Linked DNA regions of Rattus norvegicus: region 2 is linked to region 1. The links are chromatin contacts, called in public Hi-C maps. All regions are on one chromosome and are shown on one strand. Each heading gives the region's core, a stretch centred on a gene start, on an enhancer-like site or on the middle of the called end of the contact. The rest is flanking DNA. Distances are from core to core; before and after follow the strand shown.

What was found. A called contact is a pair of places that touch in the nucleus more often than the background predicts.
Region 2: a Hi-C map of hepatocytes shows a contact between it and region 1, with 2.0 times the contacts expected there. The contact joins the promoter of Mvp here to the promoter of Ino80e in region 1. A contact is called at or near these places in 1 of 12 Hi-C or Micro-C datasets (hepatocytes) and 1 of 1 datasets of contacts at active chromatin or transcription factors (oligodendrocytes).

The regions. Positions count from the first base shown.
Region 1 is chr1:190,900,878-190,904,595 of GRCr8, reverse strand. Ino80e (INO80 complex subunit E) reads left to right here and starts at 2,074. Exons shown (of 7, transcript NM_001013900.1): 1 at 2,074-2,275; 2 at 2,434-2,504; 3 at 2,696-2,748. The coding sequence starts at 2,195. It overlaps Hirip3 (HIRA interacting protein 3), which reads right to left and starts at 1,531. Exons shown (of 7, transcript NM_001399662.1): 1 at 1,454-1,531; 2 at 1,250-1,370; 3 at 1,041-1,149; 4 at 1-784. The coding sequence starts at 1,518.
Region 2 is chr1:191,051,202-191,054,919 of GRCr8, reverse strand. It overlaps Mvp (major vault protein), which reads left to right and starts at 2,054. Exons shown (of 15, transcript NM_022715.2): 1 at 2,054-2,086. Pagr1 (Paxip1-associated glutamate-rich protein 1) reads left to right here. Exons shown (of 3, transcript NM_001393856.1): 1 at 1-262; 2 at 423-505; 3 at 1,233-1,692. The coding sequence ends at 1,432.

The DNA of each region.
Region 1 (3,718 bases), core at 825-3,324:
TCCCTCTCCGTGCCACTGTCACCATTACTGCTGCCTAGGCTGCCCGTCTTCGTAGTGCCTTGAGTGGCTGCTTGCACCTGCCTGCCATCATCATCCTCGCTGCTTGTGCTCTGCCTTCTCCCACTCTCAGTCTGGGTCTTGTCCTTGCTCTTTCTCTTCGCTAAAGGCTCTTCCTCTCCACTGCTGTCCCCACTACTTACTGCATCCCCTTCCTTCTTTTCCTCGCTGTCTCCCAAGCCTCCAGTTGGCCTCCCAGCCCTGCTTTTCTGCTTAGAGCTCTTTCTCCCGCTAGCTGTTCTCCCTGCTTTGCTGCTTTTCAGTCTGGACTCCCTGTGCTCGCTCTTCTTGGCTAGGATCTCATCCTCGCTGTCTTCACTTTCCTCCTGGCATTTAGCGCCTGTGCGTCTCTCCACCTTTGCTCTATTCTGTACAGCCTCTTCCTCACTGCTTCCACTCTCTTCCCTAGCCTGCTTCCTATCTGCCTTGTGTGGTGCTGGCTTGTTCTTGGCCCCAGCTTTCTTTCTAACCCCACCCTTCTGTTCTTTTCTCACATCATCATCCTCAGTGTCCTCTGCCTTCCAGACCTCACCTGATCTGACAGAGCCTTCTTCCTCCTCCTCACTACTCTCCTCCAATCCCATCTTTGCAACCAGGTCTGTTTGCTGCTCTTCATCTGTGCTCTCAACTGCTTTCTTTAAGGTTCTTCTTGGGCATGCCTTCTTGGTTGTATTGTTCTTTGTTGGAGGTCCTGAGCAGTCTGGGCTGGATGGTGTAGAGCTGGATTCTGGAACATGGGGACAGGGCTGGGATGGGTTCCTCCTTTCCCTTCTATTTAGAATAGGATGCTTCTGGATCCACTCTGGTTACGAGTGAAGGACAGCAAGCACCACCACAGATGTGGCTCCACATGGTTCCTGACCCATTGCTCCCCTCCCTCCCCCAGCTCCTTTACTGCTTTGCAATTAATACATGCACCTCGCCTTTTGAATAAACCAATGCTGCTGGAGTCACAGACAGATACACCGGGAGAAGGCACTAACCTGACTCTGAATTGAAGCGGAACCTTTTCCTCTCTGGGTGACTGCAGGGAGCAGGAGACCTCTTAACTTTGATAAAGTCTGGCTTTCCTTCCCTGGTACCAGCATCCGCCTGTGGGTGCAGCATGAGGGTAAACGGAACCAAGGTTGTGTCCTGCCCCAAACCCTCAGCAACAAACCCTGTCTCTCCTGGCCCAGAGTTAGGCCCACACCTGCATCTTCAGCAGCTCCTCCTCCATCAGCCTTTTCAACGCCTGCTTCTCCTCAGGTTCAAGATGATCCCGACCCACGTGAATCAAAAATTTCTGTCGCACGATGGAGTGAGTAACCGTGCTACAGAAACACGTATCAAGACAGAGTACCAGTCCAACCCCGGCCCTTTACAACCCAGACTCTAATACCCAGACTCTATGCACCTGAGATCGGGGCAAGCTCGAAAGAAGCTGCGAGTGAATTCCAGCATCTCATCTCCCGGCGCCATCTTGCGCCACTGGGGATTGGTTGTTCCCGCCTTTTTTCTTCCGGGCCACTTTCAGTTCGTTTGACAGTAGTTTGCGCACGCGCAGTGCCGCGGCTTCGTGAGGAAAGGGACCGTTGAGCCTCCGATGTGGAGTACTGGGACGGAAAACTTAGCCAGATTTTGCCTTTTCCTTGGTAGCTCTTGAGGGAGATTTCTGCTCTTTGTTAGAGCTACGTATTAAAATTTTCGTTAGAAGCCGGTTCGGCACTGGCCGTCTCGTATAACGTAGTTTTTCACGCTGCCCTGTAGTCTGGATCAACAAGTAAAAGGGAAAAGGTATTCTCGCCAACACTGACTTTCTGGTTATATTCTTATGGCTCCAAATCTTTATAATCAGTTTAGAATCAATAATTGCGCCCCCCAGTGTCCAGCTCCTCTGTGACCTCAGCTCACCGCGAAGCCACTGGAAGCTGCGTTCCTTTCAGGTCTTCCCCAGGAGGGCGGGTGGTGTGATTACGCTCCCTGCGCGCGGAGCACGCCGGGAGTCGTAGTCCGTTTCGTACGGCGTTGCAAAGTCCGGAAGTGGAGGGGTGTGTGCGTGTGTGTATGTGTGTGTGTGTGTGTGTGTGTGAGAGAGAGAGGACGGGCGGACTTGGGTAGCGGGACTCTACTCCGGGGCGCTTCTCCCAGGCGGGTCATGAACGGACCAGCGGACGGCGAAGTGGACTACAAAAAGAAATACAGGAATCTGAAGCGGAAGCTCAAGTTCCTCATTTACGTGAGTACCGGTGTGGGACGGTTATGGAGTGTGAGGCCTAGCTCTGAGAGGACCTCAGTTTACCCATGTGGTAAAGGGGGTGAGTAGGGAGAGATGTCTCTGGGTTCTGGGTCTTTTACGGATTGCTCTTGGCTCAGCACCCTCCCTGTCCGCTGCAGGAACACGAGTGCTTCCAGGAGGAGCTCAGGAAGGCGCAAAGAAAATTGCTGAAGGTTTCCCGAGACAAGAGGTAAGGCTTGTTGTGGACACAGCAATGTAGATTCCTCATCCTTGGGAATCCTCGTTCTCACTCCGCCCTGGAATAGGACCCCAAATGCATGCAGTTTTAGGAGGATCCAGTGGGCCTTCTAGGAGGGACTAGATAGAGCTCAAGAACATCACCAAAATGGGAATAATCATTCTCCTTCCCACTTCTCTCAGTTTCCTTCTAGATCGACTTCTGCAGTATGAGAACGTGGATGAAGACTCTTCCGGTGAGCAAAGTCATGCACATTTTTAGGACATGAGATACTGGTTCGTTAAACAAGTGTTCCTGGGTTCATCCTCTTAGGATATGGAGCTGATGTAGCCCCTCCAATGGTTCTTAAGCCTAGTTGCTGCCTTCTGTTGCCTTCTCTCTGTTTTGTCTTTTTTTCTACCCCACAGGACAGAGTTTCTCTGTGTAGCCCTGGCTTGCCTGGAACTTGCTTTGTAGACCAGGCTAGCCTGAGGCTAGCCTTAGACATACCATGCCCCTCGATTCTTAAGCATTTACTTATCCACTGTGTTCCAGGCATTGTGCTTGTCACAGGCTAGCAAATGAAGGAAACCTCTGGCTGCTTTGTCATTTCTATCAGTTATGTGTAATAAATGAAAAAAAAAAAAAACTAGAAAGATACAGAACCCCACCCCATGCCAGTAACGCATGACAGAGGCATGGAGTTAGTTACTGAGACCCAATCCTTAAAGGAGAATGACCCCGAAAGTTGTCCTCTAACCTGAAACACTTGCCACAGCATATGGGCATCTGCACAAACACTGTGGTAATGAGAAGAAAACAACAAACTAGGATTTTAAGTGATGGTGAGAGTGTGATGAGGACTAAAGGCGGCAGTAACTACTGTATAACAGGAGGATTAAAGTCAGCAAGACAGGCCTGAGAGATGGCTCAGTGGTTAAGAGCACTGACCACTCTTCCAGAGGTCCTGAATTCAATTCCCAGCAACCACATGGTGGCTCACAACCATCTGTAATGGGATCCTGTGTCGTCTTCTGCTGTGTCTGAAGACAGCAACAGCATGTTCATATAAAAATAAACCTCGAAGCAGGAAACGGGGTAGTCATTTCCTTTGCAAAGGGTCAGGAAAATAGTCTTATAAAATATTGTTATTAAACAAACTGCCTAGCTCATGCAGATGCAGCCATAGCCAGCATATTAGTAAATAAAATGGCTCTGTTTTATTA
Region 2 (3,718 bases), core at 805-3,304, 150 kb before region 1:
CTGTGAGCGACGAGCGTGCCGAGGGAGAATCCGAAGACTGGTGCGTGCCCTGCAGCGACGAGGAGGTGGAGCTGCCGGCCAATGGGCAGTCCTGGATGCCCCCACCCTCCGAAATCCAGCGGCTCTATGAACTGCTGGCTACCCAAGGTACTCTGGAGCTTCAAGCGGAGATCCTACCCCGCCGGCCGCCTACTCCTGAGGCCCAGAGTGAAGAGGAGAGATCAGATGAGGAGCCAGAGGCCAAAGAGGAGGAGGAGGAAAAGTGAGGCCATGCTTTACACATTATTCACGGGACTTCTCTCTTGAACACTGAAACTGGAGGGAGGGGAGAGCAGGAAAGGGAGAGGCAGCGGGCTGGGGTATGCCAGCAGGTGTTTGGGAGAGCTTCTCTCACCCTTCGCTTTCTGTCCACCCTGTTTCAGGCCGCACATGCCTACAGAGTTTGACTTTGATGATGAGCCAGTGACACCCAAGGACTCACTGATTGACAGAAGACGTACACCAGGTAGGAATGAGAGGGAAGAATTGAGGGGAAGTAAAGGGCCTCTTTTAGTTACCTCAGAAGAGGGCTGGTCTGAGGCCTTGGCTGATTTCTGCCGTCATGCAAGATGGAGCATTCACACAGTGGCAGCCTATTTCTGACTTAGGTCAATGCTATACTTTTCTGTCAGAGACCCACAAACCTTCCCAAAAGTCCAAGATCTCCTGACATCCCAGCCCGTCGCCTTTCTAGAGTTTACTTTCAGAATCATTCTTGAGCTCTCTCCCAGCTGGTTAAGCCAACAGCAAGTTGCATTAATTAGCTCCACTTCTACAGTTCCACCTTCGATTTCTCTTGTTGACACTTTTCACAGTTCTAACTAGTATCCGCAGTCCTGGTCTTAGCAACCAGAGTAGTCCTTCTAAGTGAAGTCTTGTCTTTTCTCTGCTTGTACTCCTCCAGAGGATTCCATCACAGGGAAGAGCATGTCCAGTGCCTCTGCCCCAGTGCCCTGTACTCAGAATAAATCTGCCTCCTGCCCCAGGACCTTTGCACTTGATGGCTATGTTCCCCAGCCATTGCATTATGGGTATCTTAGCTTAATATCAGCCATCCTGTGTGTGGCCCAAACCTCAACATTTGCTTCTCTGTGCTCCCCAGGCCTAAAAAGTATGTATTTAACAAGATCTCTACGTGTAGGGGCTTGGGGATGCTCACTGGCTTAATGGTGTCACATTTCCTACCTTCTTAGGAAGCTCAGCCCGGAGCCAGAAACGGGAGGCGCGTCTGGATAAAGTCCTCTCAGACATGAAGCGACATAAGAAACTAGAGGAGCAGATCCTTCGGACCGGGAGAGACCTCTTCAGCTTAGACTCAGAAGGCCCCAGCCCTGCCAGCCCTCCACTCCGATCCTCAGGAAATAGTCTCTTTCCCAGGCAGCGAAAGTACTGACTGTTGCTGCTCTGGCCTACAGGTGCAGACTGTTTTGTGCTGAGCATGGCCGGCCTTTCCCATCCCAGGCTCTTGTAACAGAAAAAGCCTCAAGCTCCCAGCGCAGTGCCTTGCAGGAGAGTGTGTGTGTGTGTGTGTGTGTGTGCGTGTGCGTGTGTGTGTGTTGTTGTTGTTGTTGTTGTTGTTTAGTGTCTGTTTACAGTTTTGAGCTGGATATGCTGAATCTAATAAAAGATGCCTGATGATCTTTTCAGAGGAGAGACTGCCGCTCAACCCAAGCACATGTTCTTACTTGGGCAGAGGCAGAACTGTATCCCTCCACAGTGATATACTGAAGCCAGATGAGGCAGAGGTGCAGCCAGCCATCATCTAACACCTCCCCCTTACCCCAACCCCCCTGCCCCCCCCACCAGGTCCTCTGATTTCCTAGACTCATCCAACCCCACCAGTTAGCACTGAAGCAGAAATCGCCAGTCTGGGAGTATGAACCTAGCTGCTGTGTCTTCAGTGCATCCTGAAGGAGGAAAAGATCCAGTTGCAGGGCCCTTTAAATACCCAAGCTCCGCCCCTGCCGGCCCAGCCCTTTAGGGAAGTCCCGCTTGGTGAGGGAAATTCCTGACCTGTGGCTTGCAGCTGCCAGCTACCCTGCTAAATGTGAGTACAGATTGTGACCCTGGCGGGACCCCCCCAGACTCCAACCCAGGGGTCTGTTCCAAAGGCTCTCTCTAGTCTTCCTGCTTTTCAGAAATCTTTCTTGTGACTGAGACAAGAACACCTCAGTCACAAATTACAGGAAGGGAGGGCGTTGGTGGCTCTGCCTTGTGAGGTTTCACTTTCTATGAGTTTCAGGGTTTGAAAGCACCCTGTTAATGTCCTCAACCCCAAAACCTCAGGCCTCCCTGACATCAGGGTCTCCCCAACAGATTATAGGTGAGGGGGTACTTTTGTCAGGCCCAGTAGCACACATGTGCTACTCCCTGCTCCGTAGCAGAAGCGGAAAGATGCCTTGAGCCCAGGAGTCCTGAACCAACTCAGACACGTAGCAGGAGAGACCATCGTTTTCATTTCTCTTGTTTGGTTGGTTGACTTTAGGTTTTGTTTTGGTTGGGTGGTGGTGGTGGTTGTTGAGAAAGTGGTCTTGAACTCTCTGTAGCCCGGGATGACCTTGAACACCTGACCTTCTTGCCTCCATCTCCTGAGTGAATGCTGACATAGATTTCTGTCATCGCCATCAGTTTTATTCAGAGCTGGGGCTCACACCTAGGGTTTCATGTATTTGGGCAAGGACTCTGCCCTGATGGATGGAGTGTGGCACAGTGACATAGCACACCTATGTGTCCAGAGGTCCCTAGCACACTTTAAAAAGAAAAAAGAAACGGGGAACCTTACCCGACACAGTTCACACCTCTAATCCCAGCACTTGGGGCACTTGGGCAACTGAGGCAGGAGGGTCTCCAGAGGCTTGAGGCCAGCCTGAGATACAGTTCTACCACAGCTTAAGCTACTATGTAAAACCCTGTCACAAATAACAGAAGCCAACTGGGCAAAGTTACAGCTTCCATTCAGACTCCATCTGGTGGTGTCACTCCCTGAGGACCTGGGCTCTGCCTTCTCTTCAATGACTGACATTTGTGACTTCTCCTTGACTCCCTTCTCTGCCAGTTGTGGAGGCTTTTTACTGTTGCCCTGTGCAGGACTGTGCCAACCATGGGCCTTGGCCACTCTTGCAGTGGTTAGCGGCGGGACAAGCGGAAGAGTAGCTTGGTTTCAGAAGGTACAGAGTTTAATGAGAACAAGAGTAAAGCTTTAGGGGAAGGGGAAATGAACAAGAGGAAGCTCAACTGGACAGCCCTCCTGAGGGTCTAGGGACTTGGGATCTGTGACTGGAGCCCAGCTCTAGTAGGAGATGGTGGTTGACAAAGCTGTTCCTTATGTCCCTCCTGCCTGTATATCCCTGGGACATGGAAGAGAGGCTGGCCATCACGGGTGTGGCAGATGGCTTTCCCAGAAACTATCTACTTATACCTTTGGCACCCTGCCCTGAGGCGGGGCAGTTGGGCAGGACCACTCCTACCTTTGAGATCCTGCATGCTGGGTGCTCAGGCCTGCTGTGGTATGCCACACTCTTCTTGTGTAGCAGAGGCTGTTCACTGGCTCAGGTTATGCAAAATGCTCACCTTTGAAAGCCCATTGGTGCCATCACCTGGATGGCAGTAACCCACCCAGATCCTCTATGTCCCCTTCAGTGAGACTGACTACCTCGTGATGACAAGCCATACTGTCTCC